Regions from separate parts of the Mus musculus genome. Here all the other regions are linked to region 1. The links are chromatin contacts, called in public ChIA-PET, HiChIP or PLAC-seq and promoter capture Hi-C maps. All regions are on one chromosome and are shown on one strand. Each heading gives the region's core, a stretch centred on a gene start, on an enhancer-like site or on the middle of the called end of the contact. The rest is flanking DNA. Distances are from core to core; before and after follow the strand shown.

What was found. Promoter capture Hi-C pulls out the DNA fragments that hold promoters and counts their contacts. ChIA-PET counts read pairs in DNA pulled down with a chosen protein or histone mark. HiChIP or PLAC-seq counts read pairs in DNA pulled down with a chosen protein or histone mark.
Region 2: an RNA polymerase II ChIA-PET map of memory CD8 T cells shows a contact between it and region 1, with 14 read pairs. The contact joins the promoter of Zfp1 here to the promoter of Ddx19a in region 1. A contact is called at or near these places in 2 of 39 promoter capture datasets (liver and pre-B cells) and 2 of 115 datasets of contacts at active chromatin or transcription factors (memory CD8 T cells and pancreatic cancer cells).
Region 3: an H3K27ac HiChIP or PLAC-seq map of microglia shows a contact between it and region 1, with 5 times the contacts expected there. The contact joins the promoter of Gabarapl2 here to the promoter of Ddx19a in region 1. A contact is called at or near these places in 1 of 39 promoter capture datasets (cranial neural crest) and 1 of 115 datasets of contacts at active chromatin or transcription factors (microglia).
Region 4: a contact with region 1 is called in a FOXA1 HiChIP or PLAC-seq map of pancreatic cancer cells. The contact joins the promoter of Tmem170 here to the promoter of Ddx19a in region 1. A contact is called at or near these places in 1 of 39 promoter capture datasets (liver), 1 of 115 datasets of contacts at active chromatin or transcription factors (pancreatic cancer cells) and 1 of 9 other capture datasets (adipose tissue).
Region 5: a promoter capture Hi-C map of liver shows a contact between it and region 1, with 3 times the contacts expected there. The contact joins the promoter of Znrf1 here to the promoter of Ddx19a in region 1. A contact is called at or near these places in 3 of 39 promoter capture datasets (embryonic stem cells and liver) and 3 of 115 datasets of contacts at active chromatin or transcription factors (bone marrow-derived macrophages, memory CD8 T cells and pancreatic cancer cells).

The regions. Positions count from the first base shown.
Region 1 is chr8:110,995,966-111,001,634 of GRCm38.p6, forward strand. It overlaps Ddx19a (DEAD box helicase 19a), which reads right to left and starts at 1,858. Exons shown (of 12, transcript NM_007916.2): 1 at 1,702-1,858. The coding sequence starts at 1,758. Gm51551 (a long non-coding RNA gene) reads left to right here. Exons shown (of 3, transcript XR_003947457.1): 3 at 1-491.
Region 2 is chr8:111,640,685-111,645,622 of GRCm38.p6, forward strand. Zfp1 (zinc finger protein 1) reads left to right here and starts at 2,759. Exons shown (of 4, transcript NM_001037665.2): 1 at 2,759-2,928.
Region 3 is chr8:111,939,380-111,944,503 of GRCm38.p6, forward strand. Gabarapl2 (gamma-aminobutyric acid (GABA) A receptor-associated protein-like 2) reads left to right here and starts at 1,324. Exons shown (of 4, transcript NM_026693.5): 1 at 1,324-1,473; 2 at 1,781-1,836; 3 at 3,123-3,295. The coding sequence starts at 1,440.
Region 4 is chr8:111,874,867-111,879,947 of GRCm38.p6, forward strand. It overlaps Tmem170 (transmembrane protein 170), which reads right to left and starts at 1,809. Exons shown (of 3, transcript NM_025781.2): 1 at 1,637-1,809. The coding sequence starts at 1,769.
Region 5 is chr8:111,534,523-111,539,751 of GRCm38.p6, forward strand. Znrf1 (zinc and ring finger 1) reads left to right here and starts at 2,118. Exons shown (of 4, transcript NM_133206.4): 1 at 2,118-3,042. The coding sequence starts at 2,619.

The DNA.
Region 1 (5,669 bases), core at 608-3,107:
TCCAGGGGTTTGAAGCCAGTCTGGACATCAAAGTGAGATCCTCTTCTCAAAACATGTAATTACACCAGGCATGGTGGCACACACCTGTAGTCCCAGCACTCAGGAGGCAGAGGCAGGTGCGTCTCTGAGTCTACAGAGCAAATTCCAAGATACCCAGGGCTACACACAGAATTAAATTGAAGAAAAAAAATTCAGTCACTATGTCTTAGGAATAATCACTAGATTTGAAACTTCAGATGGGGTTCATAAGATGGCCTGACAAACTGGAGGAAGAGAACCTACCCTCACAAGCTACCTCCTGACCTCCACACATGAATGCGGCACATCCATGTTCAAAATACGAGGATATACACAAAGCAAATCCAAATAACTTTTAAAAACAAAGAATAAGGAGAGCTTCTTAAGAAAATCAACTGCTGGATCACAGGGCTCCCAATGGAGGAGCTAGAGAAAGTACCCAAGGAGCTAAAGGGATCTTCAACCCTATAGGTGGAACAACATTATGAACTAACCAGTACCCCTGAGCTCTTGACTCTAGCTGCATATGTATCAAAAGATGGCCTAGTCGGCCATCACTGGAAAGAGAGGCCCATTGGACACGCAGACTTTGTGTGCCCCGGTACAGGGGAACGCCAGGGCCAAAGGGGGGGAGTGGGTGGGTAGGGGAGTGGGGGTGGGTGGGTAAGGGGGACTTTTGGTATAGCATTGGAAATGTAAATGAGCTAAATACCTAATAAAAAATGGAAAAAAAAAAAAAAAAAAAAAAAAAAAGAAAATCAACTGCTCATTCTTCAGCTGAATTGGTTTAAGAGTTAAGAGAGCTCGCTGCTGTTGCGGAAGGGCCAGGGTTTGGTTCTTAGCGCCACATGGTGGCTCACAACAGTTTGTAAATCCCAGTTCCAAGGGGATCTAAAACCCTCTTCTAACATATGTAGGCTCAAGTGTGGTGCATAGATACGAACAGGCAAAACACCCATACACACACATAGAAAACATAAGATATTAAAAGAAAGTATTTGAGGCGACCCCGAGGTAAATAGTGAAGCCAGTTGGGCTGTGTCAAAAACACAGGCAGCAAAGCTGTAACTCATACACTTAAGAGGAGGCGGAGGGATAGGGATGCAAGAGCTCTCAAGGCCAGTCTCAGCTAATTAGCAAGTCAGAGGCCAACCTGGGCTACACCGTCTCGAACCCACCAACGCACCCCTCCAAAAACACAAAAACAATCTAACAAAAACTATACGACACTTAAAATAGCAACTAGACAGTTTGCATTTGTTGCTAAGTGAAGCATTAACACAAACAAAACCCGTTATTCTGGCGAGCTACAAACTGCCGCTTGGCGGTTAAGCATGAATGTGGGGCTGTTAGGGGAAAGGCAGCATAAACTCACTCAAAAACTACCCCTCAACAACGAAAAAAAGAGAGAATTTTATGTTGCCATTTCTTGTAAGAGGTCAAGAGAAGGGCCAGTTTGGGGCCTCACACACTTAATAAAGACAATGTCACCATGGGAGCAACTTTTCAGTCCAAACTCGGATAAGAAGCTCGCTGCGGGTTTTCTTCGCTGTCGGAGCAAATCCGCCGCGCTAAGTGATCGCCCACAGCAAACTCCAGCGAGCGCGGGCTGGCCCGGCTCTGAGGTCCCCGTGCTGGAAACCATGTCCGCCTCAGTCCCCTAATCCCCACCAGGCCACTGACCGACTTGACAGCGGCTTCCTGCTCGTCCACCGCCAGCGCCCATGAGTCGGTGGCCATGGTCCCGACGCGAGCCGACCTGCAGAGATGCTCCGCGCCCCGCCAACACCAGCGCCGAACGCAAGCCCGCGCCAAGTGCCACTCACACGGAGCGGAAAAAGACCCGCGCGGAGTTGACGTCAGTTCCTGCCCCGCGCGTCCGTCTTCCACCCACGCTCCGCCCCCAGGAAGATAAGCATGCGGAGCTTAGCACTTTAAGGTCCTGAGTCGCTTATTTCTTAATTTGAGGCCAGCCTGATCTACTGAGAGAGTTCCAGGACGGCCAGGGCCACACAGAGAAACCCTGTCTCGAAATGCTAAAAAGAGGAGGAAAAAAAAAAAAAATTCCATCTCGCTAGGTGCGATCTAATTGAGTTAACGTCCTAGAGCTCTGCAGAGTTACTTAGTACTCGCCCAATCGCTTCATTTCATAACCAAAATACTTACCCATTTTTTGGTTTTGAAACTAGGTATCTTGTTTTAAAACAAGGCTACCTTGAACTCGGTTTCCTCCTTAATAATCTCCAACACCTAGATTACAAGGGATCGAACGCTCTCTCTCGAGATGGCTCAGCGGTTAAGAGCACTGACTGTTCTTCCGAAGGTCCTGAGTTCAAATCCCAGCAACCACAAGGTGGCTTACAACCAACCGTAATGACATCTGACACCCTCTACTGGTGTGTCTGAAGACAGCTACAGTGTAGTTACATATAAATAATAAATATTTTTTAAAAAAATAGAACGCTCTCTAGTGGCCTTTGCAGTCGCAGACACACATGCATATACATACAACTAAGAATGAAATGATCTGAGCATAGGTGGCACAGGCCTTTAATCTCAGAATTTGGGAGGCAGAGGCCACTAGAGCAAATTCCAGAACAACTAGGGCTACACAGAGGAAACCCTGTCTCAAAAAACAATTAAAAACAAACAAAACAGAGTTACATCCTATGTGTGTGGATATGTATTTAGTTTTGTTTTTTTTTTTTTGTTTTTTTTTTTGAGTCAAGAATTTCATGTATCCCGTGGCTTTTTTTTTTTTTTTTCTGCCTCCCAAATACTGGGATAAGAGAAGTACTTTCCCTCTGTTGGGATACATTTTAAGTCATGATAGTTGTGTAAAGCTGTTTGAATGACTTAGGCACTTCACAAAAAGGATGCTCTTAAAATAGTGCAAAATTTTAATGGAATGGTAGTGAACACTTTTAACTCCAGTACTTGGGAGGTGTAGGAGGAAGATTGAGAGTGCAAGGCCAGTCTCTGCTACAGGAGACCTAGTCTCAAAATGCATATATTTTGAGTCTAACTGCCCATTGTCCTCTTGAAATTGCACTACCAAGCATACCTATTCTAGTACCAAGAACATGGCTATTTCTTCATGTATCTGCTGGGACATACTTCTTAGAGAAGACATAGTGTCTGACAACAATTAAGAAGTTCAAGTTTTGACTTGTCTTAGGTTTGCAAGATATTTAGGTTTGGTTTGGTTTGGTTTGGTTTGGTTTGTGAAGACAGGGTTTCTCTGTGTAGCTCTCGATTGTTCTTGAACTCATTCTGTAGACCAGGCTGGCCTTGAACTCAGAGATCTGCCTACCTCTGCCTCCCGAGTGCTGGGATTAAAGTTAGGCACCATCACCACTCTAAGGGTCCATAATTTGCTGAAGAATGACACACACACACACACCAACTCAAATAGATTGTAAATGCAAAGTGTTCTTTATTCTGTACAAGTTCAGCATGCTTGGGTCTCCCCATGACCGAGAGAGAGAGAGAGAGAGAGAGAGAGAGAGAGAGAGAGAGAGAGAGAGAGAGAGAGAGAAAAGAGACCCAAGTGAGCTTGCAGGCCTGATTTAAAGCATATTAGGGAATCCTGGGTTAAGGTGACCTCTATGTTAATCTGTTGGGTTCATCTCTATTCTATTACCAGGGTGTGGGGGGCTGAGGAAGTCTGGAAACTGCTGCTGACCCATTGTCCTTGCCTCAGGCCAGGTGGCAGGGCAGCTTGTGAGGCCTGGACTTGCCTGGAATTGCCCAGTTCTTGGAGACAGAGATTTAGACCTCGTCTCCTTAACTGCCAATCTGAAGCTTGTCATGGAATCAGCCGAGCCTTCTCACACCCATCTGGCTTGCTTCCTTTCCTAACCTTTTCTTCCTTCCTCCTTCCTTCCTTCTGGCCTGGAACTCTCAATGTAGAACAGGATAGTTTTGAACTTTCAGAAATTCTGCTACTTCTGCCTCCCGAGTGCTGGGATTACAGGCATGTACCACGACTCCTGCATTTAATGAATTAAAAAAATTCTTTCATACCACCTGCATCCACTATGAGGTTGATTTCTGGCGGTGTTGGCTGAAAGCCCAAATGAAACAATGAATCTACTCAGCTATTGTTGGAAACAACTCTGGGTTATACCTTACCTTCTGCCAGAACATTCATTTCCAGCTCACAGCTAGCCTGCACACCTCAAAGGGAGTACACCCACAATGACTCCTTTTTCCACACCAGAGGCCAAAGAGAAGGCACTTTCTGATAGTTCCCACCAAAGAGCCTGCACTTAGACAAGTTCTGACTCCTCTGTACATGACCACATGACTTAACATCTACACTCCATTTTAGCCAGGAGGTCTACAAGTGGTGCTAAGTTAACATTTTTAGAAACCCCTCATTCTGAACTGAGCATGGTCAAAATATGCCTTTAATCCCAGCACTCGAGAGACAGGTAAGCAAATCTCTGAGTTTGAGGCCAGCCTGGTCTACAGGGTGAATTTCAGGACAGCCAGGGCTACACAGAGAAACCCTGTCTACAAAGCAAAACAAGTAACAAACAAAAACCCCATTATACACAATTTGTTTGAATCATTTAGTTCTCTGCAACACTTATGTCATCTCTATTTCCCAGTTCACAAAACTCATGGTCCAGAAGTTAATTCTAACATCAATAAACCTAAACAGGGCTGGAGAGATGGCTCAGTGGTTAGGAGCACTGACTGCTCTTCCAGTGGTTTGAGTTCAATTCCCAGCAACCACATGGTGGCTCAAAACCATCTGTAATGGGATGGGATGCCCTCTTCTGATGTGTCTGAAGACAGCTACCCTGTATTCATATACATAAAATAATTCTTAAAAAAAAAAAAGGCCTAACCAACTTGCAAATCTGACCTCTGATTTTAGGGCAACTCAGTTCTACAGCACAAACCCAAAACCTGGGAGAGGAAGTGGCTGGCTTTCTTTACACCAACCAACTCAGTAAGTATGCATCTTAGAACATTGTTGGCATCTGACTAGCCAAAGCCTAATGAGCCAACCAATTACTGGAGGACAATGTCCTTTTCTGGACACTTATCTGCTCCTGGGCTGCATCACCTGCTGGGTGGACGGAACTGTCACCTTTTCCTCATCTGTGAGGCATTTTGTTTTCATCACAGAGTCCCAGATTCACCATTGGATACCCTATCCATGGTGTCTCTCCACCGCTGGATTACCCTGCAGTCTATCCACGCTGGGGCACAATAGCTGGTGCTCGAGTCAGGGAGGGAGCAAATCAGTAAGTGAATTTTCTGCTTCTTTACACTGCAGATGCCCCTACATGCAGTAAGCAACAGGATGGCAAGGGACAACAGGATGCTATAAAGATTCAGAAAATAAAGGAGGGATTATATCAGGTTGTAGAATAACTGTTTAGCTTTTCAAATTATTATATAAAGGAAGCCGGGCACAGTGGCACCACCTTTAATCCCACAGTTGAGAGGCAGAGGCAGACAGATCTCTATGAATTTGAGGTCAGCCTGGTCTACATAGTTACTTCCAGGCCAGTAAAGGCTATAATCAATCGATCAATAAACAAATAAATAAACAAAAAAAAACAAACAAATAAATAAAAGTATAAAGGGTGGAGATGTAGCTGAGTCATCACAGAGCACTTGCCCAGCCTAAG
Region 2 (4,938 bases), core at 1,509-4,008, 650 kb after region 1:
GTGGATGTCCTTCAGTCAGCAGCATGCTCACTCAAAGCTCTGTGGTCTATCCCCAGCCCCACTTAGAGCCGGTCTGGTGGTGTATATCTTTAACCCCAACATTCAAGAGGCAGAGGCAGGAGAATCAGAAGTCCAAGACTGTTCTGAGCTACACATTGAGTATCCCACTCCTGGGTATCAACTTCAAGGAGTGTCTTCAACATTTAAGACCATCTCAAAAACAAAGAAAGAAAAGAAAAAAGAAAAGAGAGGGAAAAATGCATTTCAGCAAAACATGTACTATGTCTTCCAAACTCTCTTCCTAAGGGAGAAAATGATTTAAAAAAAAAAACCTTTGAATTTTGCAAAATCTTTAGGAACAGCTCACCCAGGGAGTGCTCATTTGATGGTGTTATCATAAAGGGGAGAGAAAGAGAGAGAGAGAAAGAGAGAGAGAGAGAGAGAGAGAACAAACTCTTTTTGTATCTTTGAGTTTCATCTCAAAATATGCATAGTTTTTTACAAAAATAGGGACACATTCTATTTTAGTGTAGATGTGGGTGTGTGTGTGCTGGGAATCAAGCCCAAGGTCTTTACAAGATAGCAAATGTTCTTCTATTGAGCTGCAGCCCCAGGCTAACTAGGGCCACATTGAGAGACTCTCATGTAACTCCTGCCTTTTTCATTTCTTGGTGAATTAGACACCTCCATCCTCTGAGCACAGATCCTTTTCAGCATCTCTTCCAGTTCTGTTTGTATATAATTACAGTTTGATTCACAATCATCGAACGATCTAGATAGTTTCCCATGTTTTACAAATACAAAAAACAAAAAAACAAAAAACAAAAAAACAAATACAGATGACAATATGGCATGTGTGCACTCACAAATGTGCCAGTGTGCATGTGGAAGTTAGAGGATCACTTGTGGGAAATGGTTCTCTTCTTCCACCATGTGGAGGATCAGGGCTGCTACTCAAGGCGTCAGGCTTGTTGGCAAGCACCGTCATCCTCTGAACCACCTTCCAGCCCTGCTTTTGCTGGTGGTGGTGCTTTTTTTTTTTTTTTTTTTTTAAGAAGAATCTACATGGCCCTGGCTGTACTGGAACTCACTATGCAATCTAAGACGGCATCAAATTCACAGAGATTCAATGGTGTCTGCCTCCTGAGTGCTGGGATTAAAATTGAGCACACCACAGCAGGCTCCAGCTCTAGTTTTGAGATTGGTCTTCAACTCTCTATCCCAGGCTAGCCTAGAACTCACTGTGTAGCAGCCCAGGTTGGTATCACACTCATAGCAGTGACCCTGCCTCAGTCTCCCAAGTGCTGAGATTAGAGAGATTAGAGATTACTCCCCCTCTATGTGAGGGGCAGTCTCCCATAGCCCAGATCAGCCTTCACCTACTCCTGCTGCTCTACTTCTGAGCACTGGGATCAATTCTATCCCCGTTCCTTTCCTTCCTGACCCCCCCATGCCTCAGAAATAGTTTTGTGTATATTTTATGCAAAGTTAAAATTATCATCAACAACAAATTTTTACGATTTTATGTGCATGAGTGTTTTGACTATTATATGTATGGATGTGCACCATATGCATGCAGCTATGCAGTGTTCATAATCACGGTCAAAACAGAAATAAAATCATACTGAGCATGGTACCGTTCGCCTGTTAGGAGACATTTCATGAGTCTAACCATCTCAGAAACAAGTTCCATCTTGCTGGCAGGGCCAAAACTGAGTTCATGTTCCCAGATCCCAGAATCAACTCCTATCCTGCTTCTTCAGGTGTTTCATGTCTGTGTGTTAACCAGTAATGGATATAAAAAGGGGGTTTTGCCATTATCCCATTATCTAACTAAGGCATGCAAATAGTAAGTGTATTTATTTCCTGTCGTGATTTAACGGACTACGTGCAGTTCCCTTATCATTCTAAATGCCAGGTCAGAGTCCAGGAGGGGACTTGACTGCAAAAGCTGACTCAGGACATTGAAACCAGGATAAGGCACAACCACCAATGTTAAACTTCCTTAACTCCTTGTGTCAAAATATGATTAGTCACTGCAACAGCCCCTCCCCGCCCCCCTTTGTGTTCCCATCCTGCAGTGCAGTCTCCCTTGGGGGACGAGGTTCAGATCCAGAACTGGCTGCCCCATACAGAAAATGAAGCTTTCATTTTGAAGCTTTTGTATCTGAAGTGAGTTTACTTAGCTTCCTCCCCTCTCCAGAACCCAGTAAGCAGGGAGCTGAAACAGGAAGATCATTAGTTTGAAGCCAGCCTAGGCTTGACAAGACCCTGTCTCAAACCAACAAACATGGGGTTATTTGTGCCAGTGCTTCCAAAAGTAACTGTAGAGCCGAGAGGTTAAGGAAAATGGTGGTAGTGGTAATGTGTGTGTCTGGGTGGGTGTAACACGGGGATCTCACTTTGTAGCCTTGACTGGACTGAGACTTTCTAAGTCTTCCAACTCCCAGGGATCTCTGCTTGCTTCTACTTCTCACTAGCTTGAATTAAAGGCGTGCACTACCACACCCAGAAAGGTGTGTGCTTCCAGTGCGGTTGAGATTTGCTTTAACGCACATATTTTGTTGTTGAAAGTTTTAATCAGTTACTCCAAATCCGGGTTTTTAACAGCACAGGAAGATGAAAGGGACCGTAACACAAACCAGACTGTTAACTTGGAAAAAACGGTCCCTACCCAACTAATAATGCGTACGTTTCCCAGAGTTCCTAGCAGCGCGGCTCAGAGGCATTATGGGAATTGTAGTCCTACACCTCAGCGTCACAGCTCCGAGGACTCTGGGAACGGCCGCTCGCTCCACAAGGTGCACGCTTGCGCAAAAGCGCTAGCGCTCGCCCTTCCCCCACCTGCAGTCGCGAGTGGGTGACAAGAGCCCCCTTCTCCGCGAGCCTCGTGACCCGGAACCGCGAGTGGAGGCTAGACCCCTCCAGGTATGTCTGCAAGGCCGGGATGCGCGGGCCCGGGAGGAAGGTCGCGTCTGCGCCGGAGTGGGAGTCTCAACTTCGACGCCTTGCGGGCCGCGGCGACCCCTGGGCGTAGGGTCGGGCCTCGAGCTCTTCTGAGAGTCGGTCCCTATGGGCTGTTCGCGGTCGGCGTGTGTGGGGTCGGAGGAGGACGGGCAGCTCCCGGGCTCAGCCTCCCTTTGGGGGGAGACGCGCCACTGCTGGCCGTCGCGGGGCTCAGGCCGCGCGGGGGCGAGTCTGGAAGCCTGGCGGGCGGGCGCGCGCTTGACCCTCCACGAGGGTGTGGGGGCGGGGCTCACGGTGCTAGCCACGCCCCCACGGTGGCTTTGCGGGCTCCTGGAACCTCCTTGTTCCTGGTGTCTGGTGTTTCCAGTTATATTGTCACGGAATTATCACGTCTATCCCGTTACTTCCGGTTTGAGCGTCAGTATAACAGATTTTTCTTTTTCTTTTTTTTTTTCCTAACATTGGCTTTTCTTTTTTTCTAATATTGACTTTTCTGTTTAGCTTGGGTAAAAGTTTTCATATAAGTATGTTGCCGAGGTCCAGCCTCAGCTTGAGGTGAGGATGGTCCTGAGAAAGGGGTGAGTGGGAGTGGTGCTGACTGAATAATATATGAGTCAGTAGTGGATACAAGCTGTCAGTTCATGTGTTCTCTTGTCAGAAACTGAACCCAGTCTTTTATTTACTAAAGATTTATTCATTAAATCTTTTTACCGCTGTTAATCATTTTCTAAAAAAAAAAATCCATGGTTACATAAATTCCAGTAATCCCGAACCTCCAACCCCCGTTTCTTTGAAATGAAAGCTAAGCAAAAGTACATTTCCTTATCTCTTAAACACAGTGTTCTCTTCACGGGCAGCAGGGCACAGTTCTTGTGGTTTCTTATTGTTTGAACACAGTCTGTTCTTCACGGCAGCTGGGCATAGCTTTTGCGGTTTCCTGGCACAGCAGACAGTCATTAAAGTGGCTATAAGAACAGAAAAGTGACAGACTACTGAGGTTAAAATGATTTCTTGCCGGGCATGGTGGCGCACGCCTTTAATCCCAGCACTTGGGAGGCAGAGGCAGGCGGATTTCTACAAAGTGAGTTCCAGGACAGCCAGGGCTACACAGAGAAACACTGTCTCCAAAAAAAAAAAAAAAAAAAAAAAAAAAAAAAAAAAAAAAAAAAAAAATCTCTTACTGGGCTGGAGAGATGGCTCAGTGGGGTAAAAGCACTGACTGCTCTTCTGAAGGTCCTGAGTTCAAATCCCAACAACCACATGGTGGCTCACAACCGTCTGTAGTGGGATCTGATGCCTTCTTCTGGTGTGTCTGAAGACAGTGACAGTGTACTTACATATATTAAATAAATCTTTACAAAGTTTTAACATTTTCGCAAGTAAAGCAGGTGGCTCTGTCTGATCTCTCTCTAGGCATTGATCTCTCCAGTCCCTCCAGTAGCAAGGAGAATGAAGGACTAACTTTTTATATGCATATCATCTTTTAATTCTCTAATCTTTGTTTCCATATCTTAACAATTCCATAGCCTCAGGTCCAAGATTGACAATCTCTCCATAAACGTTAGTTCACTAGCCTGCTGTACTTTCCCGTTAAACTACACTCTCCTTCTAATACTATCTGTTTCTGCATCATACACACGTTTTCCTCCTATAAGATAAGCCCACCTGTCATTTGCTTGTTTTTTTACAGATTCCTTTTTTTTTAAAAGATTTATTTATTTATTATATGAAAGTACACTGTAGCTGTCTTAATGAGGGAGTCAGATTTCATTACAGATGGTTGTGAGCCACCATGTGGTTGCTGGGATTTGAACTCAGGACCTTCGGAAGAGCAGTCAGTGCTCTTAACCACTGAGCCATCTCTCCAGCCCCCAGAATACTTCTTCTTTTCCTATCCATGCCTTTTTTTCTTGAGACCACTTTAACTCTCTATCGTTGATGTCCCCAAGGTCACCCTGGCTAACTAATGCA
Region 3 (5,124 bases), core at 74-2,573, 940 kb after region 1:
TTTTTTTTTCCAGACAGGGTTTCTCTGTGTAGCCCTGGCTGTCTGGGAACTCACTCTGTAGACTAGGCTGGCCTTGAACTCAGAAATCCACCTGCCTGCCAAGTACTGGGATTAAAGGCATGGGCCACCACACCCAGCTAACACAAAGTTTTAAAAGTTCTTTAAATTAAATTTTTTTTTCCTTAAGATTTTCATTATCTTCCCTGCATCTGGGTGTGTATGTGTATGGAGGCTTGCCACAGTGAATGCCTTGAGGCCAGAAGATAACCTTTGTAAACAGGTTGTCCTCCATCACTTGGGTCCTCAGGATTGAACTCCGTCTGGCAGGCTTGGCACCAAGCGTTTTTACCTGCTGGGAACTGAGTCTCTCCCCTCCCCCCAGTGGAAAATAACAAATACTTTCAGAATGAAGTTATAGCCACAGCATCTATCAGGAATTTCAACTGTAGGGAATGATTGATGACAAGGTTCAAACACTGGCTCTACAGATGCGGCAGATCATATAAGCACGTGGTCAGGTGGCCGATTAACTGCATATTCATGTTCTGTGTTCACCAGTGCATAAACAGATGGTGACCCAGAGCCGACTTCCTGGATGACTATGCTACGACTTGGACAGGGGTGGAACCTCGAGGCTTGTGCCTAGGGCAGGTGACACCCACAGCTCAGGGTTAGTGCCGAGCCACTCCCACTGCCAGCTCCTTCTCCTAGGGTGTCTTATGACCAGCTCTCCCAGGAATCCTCCCCGCCTGACACTGGCACTTCGCCTCTGACAGTTTCCGATAAAGAATCTCTGTGATCAGGGATATTCCGTTGACTAAATGAGTATGTGTGGTACTTGTTCATAAGTGTTCATGAATGTTTAAAATATGTATTCGTGAGTGGGAAGTGAGATTTGTTTAAATCAAATTTTAGGTGCAACAACTCCTATACTAGACCTCTAGGTGGTCACCAGTACTCGTTGCACACAGCGCTTGGAACAGGTTATCCCTCCATGCCGAGCTCCCGCCTTCTCACCCAGCCAAAAATTAATATTCATTTCTCCTTAAGCCCCAGACTTCCCCTTCCAGAGCCCTTTACAAGCGTTCCAAGCTATGAGCCATGACCTGCCTGTCATGCACAATCCTGAAACTCCATTCCAGTCACTAATTCCTAAAGTCTCCACTGTCACTCACAGACTTCCCAGCCACCTACGTCAGTCTCCATTCCCAGGAGCGCTCCTAGGTCTCCGCTTAGGCTCCGCCCTCTCACGTAATCGTAGCCTACTGAAGCTCTTACCAGGCCCGCCGGAAGCCCCGCCCCGGGAGGTTGCTAGGCTCCGGCAGCCGGAAGTCCCGCCTGTGGAGTAGTCGTCGCTGCCGCCGCCGCCTCCGTTGTTGTTGTGGTCGCTTCGCCGAAGTCCGCGGCTCGAAGAGCCGGCTCCGTCGCTTCCCGTCGCCATGAAGTGGATGTTTAAGGAGGACCACTCTCTGGGTAAGCGCGGTCGGCCTGCGGGGCCCCAGATCGCGGCCCCTCCCCCACTCCCGCCGCCCTGCCGGGCCCGCTGGGTCGCCAAGGCCCCGGCATCCTGGCGCCTCCCACGGACCCGTGTCGCCCTACGTGGATCTCGCTGGGAGTTCCTGAGGGGATCTGTGGCGAGGGACTCCGGGGCTAGGACTCGGGGCGTACGCACGCAGGCAGGTTGCGGGCGGAGAAGGGCGGACAGGAAGAAGGGGTTCCGGCAGCGGCGGCCCTGCTGTCCGGCAAGTGCGAATGTCAGCCTGGTTTTCTTCTTCCCCAGAACACAGATGCGTGGAATCCGCGAAGATCAGAGCGAAGTACCCCGACCGAGTTCCGGTGAGTGTGGACTCCCCGCCCCCTCACCCCGCTGTCACCCTTAGCGTCTAGGAGAGGTGTCGGGCGGGCGCGCTAGGCCGTGCAACAGTTGAGAACTTAAGGTCTCAAGGTGTAGCCCAGAGACCGAGGACAGCCTGGGGTTCCGCCGGCCCAAGCTTGGGGCTTAAGGGGCTGGTGCTGTCCAGGGGCACCAGTGCTGAATCTCCCGATCTAGGGCAGCAAGCTGCTTGCAGCCTCTCGGCTCCCTCACCAATTATGTAAGGAACCGTGTTCTAGGACAGGGCAACAGGTCACTGCCACTTTGGGGAATGATGGTGGAGGGAGACTGGCATTTGGGGTTGGATACGGTAGCATCCTTTCAAGGTAGTCATCTTTAACGCTGGACCTTTAACTTCGAGTTTCTCTTTACCCTGATTCTGCCATCCTTGTTTGACTAACAAATCTGAAATGCTCTCGTTTTGCCTCTAATCAATAAGTATGTTGCTTTATTTCTGCTTTCTGCCCTAGTTGGGGCGATCGTTTCTGATATCACTATTGATTTTTGAAGGACATAAAGTCTTACTATTGTAGTGCTTTGCTTGTAAACAGTCCCTTTGAGAAGCAGGAGGATAAATGTTAACTGTTCAGAGAGAAGCAACAGGCCAAATGAAAATGTCGGCTCTTGGGTGGCTGTAGTTGTATAGCTTTGCCCTTAGTTCATCCATTTCTTTCCAGTGTTGTTGGGGATTGGAATGCTCTAACAGGGTCTATCTATGGATCAAAAGATGACAGATGAAACCCTAGCCAGATCAATCTTTTCATCGGCCTAGATAAAATGTTAGAGAGCTACCCTTGCAGTGGGGTGGCACGTGCCTTCAGTCCCAACATTCAGGGGTCAGAGGCAGCTGATCTCAGAGTTTGGGGACAGCCTGGTCTACAGTTCCAGGACATCTGGGACTAACAGAGAGACCCTGTCTCTGGAAGAAGATAGAAAGCTTTGTAGCTGTGCTTCTCTTACAAACGCTGAGATCAGAAATGAGGAATATCAGTCAGCTCTGGGCCTCCAGAGCGGGGCTTCTTGAGCTGTGGGCATATTGATTTACTCATCTGTGCCGTTTCCCACACACTGCCTTGTCCACACTCTGCTCATCAGACTGGAGCAATCAAGCCCTGTGGGTAAGTGCTGGAGCTCGCTCTCCCTCGCCGTCCCTCTCACAGTGCTGGGAACCAGGTAGCAGCCTTTGTGGATTCCAGGCAAAAGTTGCTCTGTGGAGGACTGGCCTGAGCTTCTGACCCGTCTTTCCCAGGTGATCGTGGAAAAAGTCTCGGGCTCTCAGATTGTTGACATAGACAAGAGGAAGTACTTGGTCCCCTCGGACATCACTGTGGCTCAGTTCATGTGGATCATCAGGAAAAGGATCCAGCTTCCCTCCGAGAAGGCCATCTTCCTGTTTGTGGACAAGACAGTCCCACAGTCCAGGTAAGAAGTGTTTGCTAGCTGGGCCTGTGGCTTGGAAATCCATTCGCCGCTTATAAAACTCAAACCATAGGAGGTGTTCTTAGTACAACTTCTTCCTTTCCTTTTCCTTCCTTCCTTCCTTCTTTCCTTCCCTCCCTCCCTCCCTCCCTTCCTCTCTTTCCCTATCCCTCCCTCTTTCTCTCTTTTGGTTTTTCAAGATAGTTTATTTCCTCCTTTTTTTAATTAGATATTTTCTTTATTTACATTTCAAATGTTATCCGGAAAGTTCCTTATACCTCCCCCCATGCCCTGCTCCCCTACCCACCCACTCACACTTCTTGGCCCTGGCGTTCCCCTGTACTGAGGCATATAAAGTTTGCAAGACCAAGGGGCCTCTCTTTCCAATGATGGCCAACTAAGCCATCTTCTGCTACATATGCAGCTAGAGACACAAGCTCTGGGGGTACTGGTTAGTTCATTTTGTTGTTCCACCTATAGGGTTGCAGACCCCCTTCAGCTCCTTGGGTACTTTCTCTGGCTCCTCCATTGGGGCCCCTATGTTCCATCCTATAGATGACTGTGAGCAGCATCCACTTCTGTATTTGCTAGGCACTGGCATAGCCTCACTGAAGCTATATCAGGGTCCTTTCCGCAAAATCTTTCTGGCATATGCAATAGTGTCTGGGTTTGGTAACTGATTATGGGATGGATCACTGGGTGGGGTAGTCTCTGGATAGTCCATCCTTTTGTCTTAGCTCCAAACTTTGTCTCTAACTCCTTCCATGGGTGTTTTGTTACCTATCCCAAGGATGAATGAAGTATTCACACGTTGGTCTTGCCTCTTGATTTTTCTTGTTTTGCAAATTGTATCTTGGGTATTCTAAGTTTCTGGGCTAATATCCACTTATCAGTGAGTGCATATCAAGTGACTTTTGTGGGTTGTTTCTTTTATGTAGCCTTGGTTGTCCTTGAACTTTTAAACCAGGCTGACCTTGAACTCATCCTGCTGCCTCCCTGGAATTGAAGGCATGAGCTACCACACCCAACTTTTTTTTCCGAGACAGGGTTTCTCTGTGTAGCCCCAGCTGTCCTGGAACTCTGTAGACCAGGCTGGCCTTGAACTCAGAAATCCACCTGCCTCTGCATACCAACTGCTGGGATTAAAGGCGTGCTCCACCACACCCAGCTACTTTCACTTTTAAAAAATTTTTATTCCACACCCAACTCTTAATTTGCATATCAATAGCTTTAGGGGATGGCTAAGGGCATTTATGTTTGAATTAATTTTAAGAGTATCTGGTGTTATTTGATGTATATGGGTGTGTGCTTGTATCTGTGTAAAGTTCAGAGGACAACATCTGGAGTTGATTCTCTTCCACATTAGCACTCAGGTTGTAAGGCTTCCTGACTAGAGCTTTTACTTTAAGCCTTCTAGCATACATCTGGAGACAGGGTCTCTCACTGAACCTTGAGCTTACTGATCTAAACATAGGTCCACTTGCTCACAGAGTAAGTCATCTCCCCAGACCCAGATCTGGACTTTAACATGCACCCAGAAGTTGACTAAGATACCCTGTGTTGACCTGGCCTCCACACACACATGTGCAAACCCCATGCCCTCAACAAATTACTCCTCAAATCCTTCACAACTTTTTTGGCCATAAGCCATAGGTAGAACTGAGGCCTGCGATGAGGGTCTCATCTATTTTTTTTTTTTTTACAGATTTATTTATTTTATCTGTATGAGTACACTGTAGGTGTCTTCAGATACACCATAAGAGGGCATTAGATCTCATTACAGATGGTTGTGAGCCACCATGTGATTGCTGGGAATTGAACTCAGGACTTCT
Region 4 (5,081 bases), core at 559-3,058, 880 kb after region 1:
CCTGGGTGGGCACCTGTACTCACATCCACACACCCAAACACATGCATATATTTAAAATTTTTTTTCTTTTTTCTTTTTTTGAGACAAGGTTTCTCTGTGTAGCTCTGGCTGTCCTGGCACTCACTTTGGAGACCAGGCTGGCCTCGAACTCAGAGATCTGCCTGCCTCTGCCTCCTGAGTGCTGGGATTAAAGGCGAGCGCCACGATGCCCGGCAATTTTTTGTTTTTAAGAAAAAAGCTATTTGGTTGACTAGAGAAAAATTTAAATAAGGCCTATTTAAATAACATCCCTTTATCCGTGTTATGGATTTTAGAAGTGATCTGACTTGGGGGCACCGTGACAGTGACAGGACACACATCCCTGGTTCAGAAGTTTTGAGCTCAAGAATCCTAATGTCTCGTCTTCCGCAGTGCAGGAAGTTAAATTGTGATGTGTACACACATGCACATTGATGTGACCAAGGCTGTAAAACCAGAATAGTCCTGCTTTGCATGAGACATCCATCAACACCAGCCAAATATACAACTGTGGCCCCATAATCTAGCCTACCATCTAGGCCTACCTAACCCCACCTATGATGGTCTCACAAGTGCCTAATGAGCCTCAGCTTTTAAGTAGACATGTGACTTTTACCACCCGAACTAAGCATATGGGTACTTGTTATTCTCTGTTTCGCCTTCTCAGGTTTGGAAATCTCCTTAATAGTTGGGAGAGAAGTAAGAAAATGAGTTAGAACAGACTCACTGAATCCTAGGAAAGAAAGAACCCTTCATCTTTTGGAGAAGGTCGCCAGAATGCTGTGTGTCTGTGTGTTTACTTATTTGTAATCACTTTCAGATTTGTTTGTTTATTTATATATGTATTTATTTGTAATCACTGTCAGGTGGGACACTAGTACTTCTGGAAACAATCTGAACTCCCAGACTCTTTTCTTGTGGGCAGGATCACAAGCTAACATCTTCAGCTGCCACAAAACAAAAAGGCAGCCACCTTGTCAGCTACTACACAGGCAGGTCCCAGGTGTCCACCGAGAGGCGCCTGGCAGTCGCTGCCCAGTAGATGAGACTCACAGGTGTCTGGTCGAAGGTTGCAGTCAGCAATCCCACCCGTCATCCTCTTTTACAACGTCACTGGGTTAGTTTCTCTTTGCGGCAGTGTCCTAATACCCCTACCCCCCCACACCCCACCCCACCCCCGCCTCTGTCGTCTTGCCTTCAAAAACCCAAAGCAATCATGCCCTCCCCTGAGGGCCTTTATTAATAACCTCAGGGGATCATTCTCTTCTCCACAACTTTCTGAATTGTAGCAGTTCTACAATGTAAATGTAACTTTAAAAGCCCTCCTGGCAGAAGGCGGCGAAGCCCGGGTAAGAGCTAAGAGCAATTTAGAAGTTCTGTCTTAAGTTCTTCTAGGTGCGGGTGGGGGAATCCGCAACAGGTCTGAGCAGGCTGGTGGGAAAGTGGGTGTAGGACAGAGTCAGAGGACAGCGTCAGCACACAGGCTCTCAGAGGAAGGATACTAGCAGTCACTAGGACTGGACAGCCGTCGCCCCAAGTGCGATTCCAGGGCTGCCTCGGCCTCGCCCTGGGAGGCAGGCGACAGGTGCGCAGTGCGCAGGCGCGGGGCGGGGCGTACCTGGGAAGGAGCAGAGCGAAGTGGAGTTGGGGCACAGGGTCCCGTTGCCCACCCGCGGCACGAGCTTCAGGCTGAGGATCTGCTGCAGGAGCCCGGCTGAGCCGCCGCCACCGCCGCTCCCCTCGCGCTCCATCCCGCCGCCATCCACCGCCCGCCGCGCCGCGGAGTACCGCACCTCCGCAGCCACGGCGTCACCTTTGGCCGGCCCTCTTCTCCCGCCCACTCCAACGGCGCTGCTAGAGTAATCGTTTCTCCTTCCAATCACAGGGCGCCGCAGATGGAGGGGGCGGGGTAACGGTTGTTCCCGCCCCCTGGCGCTGCGTTCGATTAGAGAAACCCACGGCATGCTGCGCCCCTAGTGGCAAGTTTCTTCTGCTCCATCTGGGTGTGTTGGGCTCTGCCCTCTTTAGTGCCACCTTTAAGTAGGACAAGTCCGGTGAGATTGCTCAGCGGGTAGAGGCGAGGTGTTTGCCTCCAAGCATGAAGGATTTGCCTTCCATCCCTAGGACTCATATGGTGAAAGGTGAGAACCAACTCCCATGGTTGTCTTTTTACCTTCACATACACATAGACTCACATACATTTTAAAATAGTATACAAGGATACATCACCAAAAATAAAAATTAAGTGACCACTAGCCTACTCAAATTTCTCTGTAGGACTGAATATGTATTGACAGAGAACCAGCCTAGCTGCACATCCCTAGATTCCAACCCCAGTTGCTTAGCCTGTCAAAGTCTATAGGTTCGCTGGGCGGTGGTGATACGTGCCTTTAAACTCAGCACTCAAGAGGTAGAGGCAGGCAGCTTTCTGAGTTCGAGGCCAGCCTGCTCTACTGAATAAGCTCCAGGACAGCCAGAGCTACATAGAGAAACTCTGTCAAAACCAAAACCAAAGCAAATACAAGACAAAACAAAAGACTGTAGGTTCAACTTCCGAACAACCAACAAGCAAAAATAAGACTTTTTAAATGGACCAAAACAGAGGCAGGCGGATTTCTGAGTTCGAAGCCAGCCTGGTCTACAAAGTGAGTTCCAGGACAGCCAGGGCTATACAGAGAAACCCTGTCTCGAAAAACCAAAAAGAAAAAAAGGACCAGAAATTCTCTAAGTCACAGAAGTTGAAACTTTTAGGAGCTGTGACCTGAGTTCCATCTCAGGAGCCCACGTGGTAAAAGAGAACCCATAACTGCAAGTTGTCCTTTGACCTGCACAGGTTCCCACACACATATGGCCATGGCTCTCCCTGGTTGTAAACTTGACGACGCCTGGAATGAACTAAAACCGCAATGGCTGGCGAAACCTGTGAGGGATTTAAAGTAGCAATACCTATAATCTGGATCTTTGAGGTGGAAAATCCACCTTTGATCTGAACCACGCCATCTACCGGTTTGAATATGCTTAGCCCATGCGAAGTGTGGCACGTATTAGGAGGTGTGGCCTTGCTAGAGGAAGTGTGCCACTGGGTAGGCAGGCATTGAGGTCTCCTAGTGTTTAAGCTCCACCCCAGTGCGGAGGAGACAGTTTCTCCTGCTGAGATTCTCTCAGCTCCCTCTCCAGCATGCCTGCTGCCCTGCTTCCTGTCATGATGATAATGGACTGAACCTCTGAAACTGTAAGCCAGCCCCAATGAAATGTTTGCCTTTATAAGAGTTGCTTCGGTCATGGTGTCTCCTCACAGTAGTAAAACCCAAACTAAGACACTGGCATTAGAACCTATTTAGAGATTCCAGTGTATACTGAAAGACCAGCGGGGTCATCCAGCCCCATGGACTGAACAACTCCTGGACTCTGGGCCTTCCATTAGTAGACAGCCATTGCTGGATTAGCTGGACCACTTCCTGTAAGCCACTCTATAAATCATATATATACATATATATATATATATGATACATTCAATAAATAATTTAACATATTCATTAATAAATATAAATATTTAAGTTCTCTCCCTCTGCAGAATCCAGACTAATACACATATATAATAAATCAATAACTTTAAAACCTTTTACAGCAACTGTTTTTCAGTATATTTAGACATCTTGTCAGCATTTTAGATTTTGTAGGATTTTTGCTTTTACAGGATAGCATGAACAATGCCAACAGCCCTTTCCCATAAGTGTGCTATATCCATTAATGCCCAGATGTTCACCTCCCTCCCAAAGGAAAGAAGTTAAAGTTGGGTTGGTTATAGCTCTGAGAGACGCCTTGCCTCATATGCCTGCAGCTCTGGGTTTGATCCCCAGCACTTCACAAAGGTCCCTAAGAAGCCTTCCAGGGAGAATCTGTAGATTGCCTATATAGACATGAAAATTTGGTGGTTTGACAGCCAAATGGAAGGACCTAGAAAGCAAAGCATCGATATTTTGTAGGGAAAATGTACTTTGAGACTTTTGAGTATTTGCCTTTTCTGGTCATCCAATCTTCTCATTTCTCCTTTGGAATAAACTCCCACAATTTCTATTACCTTTTTGGTTTGGTTTGTGATGAAGTCTTGCTGCGTTCTCTTGGCTGGCTTGCAACTTTCTGTGCAAATTATGTCTGGCTTCTTTTTTTTTTTTTAAAGATTTATTTATTTATTTATTTATTACATGTAAGTACACTGTAGCTGTCTTCAGACCCTCCAGAAGAGGGAGTCAGATCTCATTACAGATGGTTGTGAGCCACCATGTGGTTGTTGGGATTTGAACTTCGGACCTTCGGAAGAGCAGTCGGGTGCTCTTACCCACTGAGCCATCTCACCAGCCCTATATCTGGCTTCTATTACTTTTTTTTTTTTTTTAATGAAAGAATGAAAGGAAAGGAGTGGCTTCTTGCATGACACATAGGTAAAACTGGAATGATGTGGAGATTCGTACGGCCCCTGCTCAAGAGTGACACACAAATTCATGGAGCCCTTCCATATCTTTATAAGCACAAAAGAAGAGTCTAAGGAACAGAAACTGCTCTGAGAGCATAAGAGTGTAAGGTATGACAGCTCACACCTGTAATCTCAAATCTGGGAAGAGAAAGGAAGATTACTGGTAAGTGCAAAGCCAGCCTGAGCTGTCTCAAGTTGAGGAGGGGGCTGGAGAAGTGGCTTAGTGATTAAGTGTGCTTCCAGCTCCTCCAGAGGACCTGCCAGGAAGCTCACAACAACCCAGAGGACCCGTCACCCTCTCCTGGCCTCTGAGAGCACCTATACATATATGCCTCTCACCTCCCCTACCCCTCACACATATATTTTTTTTTCAAATGCAGCATTAACTATGTTTTTTTGGTTTTTGTTTTTATGGTTTTTCGAGACAGGGTTTCTCTGTAGCCCTGGCTTGTCGCGTCCGCTCTCGACCAGCAAGAACGACACGACCACCAGTCCTTCTAACAGCAGTTTATTCAGTCCTGATTCTTCTTGTTTATATCTCCCCCGAACCCTGGGCCTCTCACTCCTTTTATACTCTCTCTCATCCACG
Region 5 (5,229 bases), core at 868-3,367, 540 kb after region 1:
GTACACTGTAGCTGTCTTCAGACACACCAGAAGAGAGCGTCAGATCTCGTTACAGATGGTTGTGAGCCACCACGTGGTTGCTAGGATTTGAACTCTGGATCTTCGGAAGAGCAATCGGGTGCTCTTACCCACTGAGCCATCTCACCAACCCTTACGTTTATTTTTATAAAATTTTATTTACTAATTTTTTTTTCAAGACAGGGTTTCTTTGTATAGCCCTGGCTGTCCTGGAACTCACTTTGTAGACCAGGCTGGTCTGGAACTCAAAAATCCGCCTGCCTCTGGCTCCCAAGTGCTGGGATTAAAGGCATGTGCCACCATGCCCGGCTACTAATTTTTTTTTATATATGAATGACTGTATGTATGCATGTATCATGCCTCTGGGGTTATGGATGGCTGTGAATCACCACATAGGTGCTTGGGATGAACCTGGGGCCTCTCTAAGAACAAACGCTCTTAACCCCTGTGCCAACTCTCCAGCCCCTAGATACACACACGCAATTTGGTTTTTTGTAACAGAGTTTCTGTGTGGCCTTAGCTGTACTGGAACTTGGTTTGTAGACCAGGCTGGCATGGAATTCAGAGATTGTCCTGCCTCTACCTCTCGAGTGGTGGGATTAAGGTGAGCACCACAGCCATGAAAATTTTTGCATTGGCTTTTCTTTTTCTTTTCTTTTCTTTTCTTTTTTTTTTCGAGACAGGGTTTCTCTGTATAGCCTTGGCTGTCCTGGAACTCACTCTGTAGACCAGGCTGGCCTCGAACTCAGAAATCCTCCTGTCTCTGCCTCCCAAGTGCTGGGATTAAAGGCATAGGCCACCACTGCCCAGCTTGTTCGAAGCTTTTAGCTCACCCCCAGCACTCTGTGCTTGCAAACAACCATCTTTCTGTGGCCTTCCAGGCTAGTCACACTGGAAGAGACAAGTCTATTAGCCCCTTTAAATCTCCCTCCAATTCCATTTTCGGAAGCACGGAGCCCACTTGACAGAGTGACAAGAGAAGGTCAGGTTAGTGACTGGGTGATGCTTACGGTGCTCAGAGCTGAGCACTTGAAAAATTATTTGCTCAAAGAATAAGCAAAGTGAAAATATGAGAAAGACTGGGACTGACCTGGCAAGGTGAGTCTCTGTTGCAAAATGCAATTTGGTCAACAAATATTTATTGAGTACTGTGCCCTTGCCTTGTGGCTCTATGTCAAAATATGGCTCTATGTCAAAATACATGATAAACAAAACAGCAATCGGCCTTGGGCAAGGAGTTTCTAAAACAGCTTTCCCGCTGCATGGTTCTTACTTTTTTTTTTTTTTTAATCCACCTATTGATTTTGAGGATTATATTCTAGCCTAAGGAATCGATTCAGACCCAAATAGTTGGTTCTGATCTAACGACAGCAAAGTCTAGGCGCCACTGGGGCACTGTTGTATCTCCTAACAGCTAATCCCAAATGTGTTTGGGTCCAAGCTGATTCCCTCCTCCCCCCCCCCCCCCGCCCCCCATGCTAAACTTCCTAAGGTTGGCTGGGGTCCTTGGATGGAGAACCTCCAAACGAATGGACAGCATATCCACCAGAGGGTGCTGTGAGGGCAGGTCTGTGGCGGGAGGGGAGCTCCCCCAGTGACCCTTCAAACCCAGGTAGGCTTTATTAGTTGGTTTTTCTTTCTTCTCGGTGTTTCCTTCCTACCCGCTAAAACCGTCGTTACCCCTCCCCCCACTCAGGGTCTCGTTTTGAAGACATTGATTCGACTTTCGCCGCGACTCCAGCAGAGCTGTGATCCAGAGGAAGTCTGACCTCTGTCGCAGACGCCCGGCGGCTGGAGACGTCCTGTCCCTGGACCGCCCGGGGCGCAGGCGGTAGGTGGGTGGGGACCTCCAAGGCCGCAGCTCGCTGCTGCGCCGCAGGGGCCGCGAAGGGGTTAACCCGGCGGGGGGGGGGGTGCGGGAGGAGGGAGGGGGCGCGGGCCGCGCGTGCGCTCTGCCGCCCTCCATTGTCTCCACGGCGGCGAGGAGCGCCGGCGAGCGCAGCCCGGGACGGAGCGGGGCGGTGCGGCTGGCTGGCGGGGCCGGCGGCGGCTGGAGCCGGAGCGCGACGCCACGCGACCGCGGCTTCCAGAGCTCCGCCTGGCTGCCCCACCGCCGCGAGCCCTCCCGAAGCCTGGAGGAGTGAGGGCCGCCGGCGCGGGCTGAGGAGTCCTGAGACGGGGGACGCGAACGGCGCGGCGCCCGGAGCCTCCGCCGCTTCCTGCTGCGGGCGAGCGGCCTCCTCCGGCTCCTCCCTCCCTTCGCTGCGGCTCCTTAGGCTCCGGAGCCCGGGGGCGGCCTGTGGCGCGAGGCGCCGGCTCTGGACCGCGCTTCTTCGGACCTTAAGGGGAACATGCATTCGGCTTGGACAGTTTGAAATTCTTAGTTTGGGGTCCCCGCTCGCTTGCTTTTTCCACCCCGCGGATTTTTTTTGAGGATTCCCCCCCTCACCTTTTTTCATTTTTCTCCCCTCGGGGCTCTTTTGTGACTCTCCCCAACCCCAACCCTCCGCCTTTATGTTCGCCCAGACCTCCACCCGCTTCTGAGTAGTGGGGGAGGGTTTCAGCCTCCACGTTCCCGCCCCACCGGGGCCCCGGCGAACATGGGGGGCAAGCAGAGCACGGCGGCCCGCTCTCGGGGCCCCTTCCCGGGGGTCTCTACGGATGACAGCGCCGTGCCGCCGCCGGGAGGGGCGCCCCACTTTGGGCACTACCGGACGGGCGGCGGGGCGATGGGGCTGCGCAGCCGCTCGGTCAGCTCGGTGGCGGGCATGGGCATGGACCCCAGCACGGCCGGAGGGGTGCCCTTTAGTCTCTACACCCCCGCCTCCCGCGGGACCGGCGACTCCGAGAGGGCGCCGGGCGGCGGAGGGTCCACGTCGGACTCCACCTATGCCCACGGCAATGGTTACCAAGAGACCGGCGGCGGTCACCATAGAGACGGGATGCTGTACCTGGGCTCCCGAGCCTCGCTGGCGGATGCTCTACCTCTGCACATCGCACCCAGGTGGTTCAGCTCGCACAGTGGTGAGTCCGCGGGTGACGGAGGCCTTGAAGGGTGGAGTGCAAGGGAGGGCGCGCCGGGGCGCCCGAAACCTCTTAATGTGCTAAGGTATGGGTATGAAGCTAACTCCTGCCCTTCCCCTGGTTCCTTCCATGTCAGAGGATGAATAGGATCAAATAAGATAACTACTGCCTAGGGGGAAAGCTGCCTACTAGGCGTGTGGAGCCGGGTACCTTAGGACTGCAGGCATGTGTTCACTTGTGGATGGCTGAGTGAAACCTGCCTATTGAGGTCGCATTTATTAGCGTCATGATCCTCAAAGGTCTTCTTGTCTGAGACTCTTCATTTCTGCCGCTGCAGCATGGTACCTACCTTTCTGGTTAAGGAGGTAGTGTCTCCTAAACAAAGAGTGAGAAAAGAAATAAAACTAGGGGCGAGTGATTCTTGGATTAGGGTTCTTATTCTCGCTAGGAAAGGGAGGTGGTTTGTTTTTCCACCCGACTGGTTTGCTGTATCAATTGTTTAAAATGGAACAGGAGGCTGGCTTAGACAGGTGTGGTCTGCTATGTGGAAAGCCTCCGTCTTTGGGTTTGCAGGACCAGGATTCTGGTCTGCATGCAGTAGATTTGGCTCAGGGATTCTCACATCCCTCCATCTTTTTTCCCCTGCTCCACGATAAGTGCTTGTTCTTCCCGTGATTGTGCATCTTTTTTTTTTTTTTTCTTTTCATAGAGCCCAGGAGAGGTGGGGTGGTATTGCCCCACAGCTGGCACATGACTAGGGAAGAGGAAGATGGAAAGGATGGAGATGAACTCATTCTGTGCACTTCTGGTGACAGGCCAGGAAAAGGCTGGAGGGGGATTTCCCAGGCCCTGGCTGGTGGTAGGGCAGCAAAGGCCTGGCAGAGACTTCTACAGGAAAACAGGTCTGTCTGCTTGGCTGTCCTGAGAAGCCAGGGCAGGCCTCTAGAAAACTGGTCAAAAGGGGTGTGGGGTTGCTGCTTGTTAACTACCAGTCTGAGTGAAGCAGTTAAGTATTCAGACTCTTGTGCCTGAACTGGGCAATTTTTGTTGCTGTGTAGGAGAAATCATTCTCCTGTCCTCAGGGTCCATTATGGAGGGCTTACCTGTGAGGTCACTGTTGTAGCTCATTGCAAAACAAGGTAGGGTTTGTTTTGTCTTGTTTGGTTTTGTATCTTTCCTTCTTTTGATCAATTCCATAATTTTTGAAGTAACTTTGGTGGGTTATAGTGGCTGGCTTAGAGCTTCTTTGACTTTAACTAAAATGCTGGACATCAGACACAAGGCATGTCTGCTTTTGGTACCCTCTAGTCATTTGGTCTGTGTTGGGCATGTTGGAATTAATAATCTTCCCTAAATAGTTGAGTCCAGAAGTCTCAGCTTTATTTCGAGACGATTATGAGTACACTTGTAAGTGAACTGTTATTGGCATGCTTTTAAAACAATTTTGAGTGCAGCAAGCAAATACCTTTATAAAAGCTTATATGGGGAGGGAGAAAAGGAGTTATCGTTTTGGTAAGATTTCTTAAGTCTGTCTCTTAATAGAAACTTCATTATCCTTGTTCTATTGTCAGGTTCTCTGATAGAGTTATGAACTTACAACTGAGTTCCAATATCTCACACTCTCCAGATATGAAGGCTTAGTGTTCTCCCCACCATCTTACTCCCACCCAGTCACGGGAGTAGGGAGTCCCACTGAGTGATGGGAATACAAGAAAAGTTAGAGTCATCCTTTGGGTGTCTTTAAAGTGTACGTGGCAGGCTCTTGTTAACATTATAGGTAATATTTGTATATATTTACTTATTTTTAGTATATAGAACCACCTGTGCTTTTTGCAAGACTCTGGGCCTATTGAATGCTCCTGGCATCCTGCAGTTCACCTCATACTGCCTCTGAATTCCCAAATGGCTTTTATTGGGGTGGGTGTACCAGTCTGACTGTGAGCTGCCTGTGCTGTTCAGCAGAGGTGAGCATTCATTTGTGTCAGTGTTAGAACAGGCCGTGGAATTTTCTGGGGCATCCTTTTCTCTTGTTCTTGGCTGCAAGGAGAGACGCTGCTGTTTCGCTGCTGTCTCGGCTGTGGAGCCTTGGAGTTAGGTCTGAGCAGCTTTTGCTCTTGTGTAAGATTCCAAAGGTGGGGCTTTCAGTGTTTGACTGACTGCGGGCCTGGAAACTGGTACAGTGTTAGT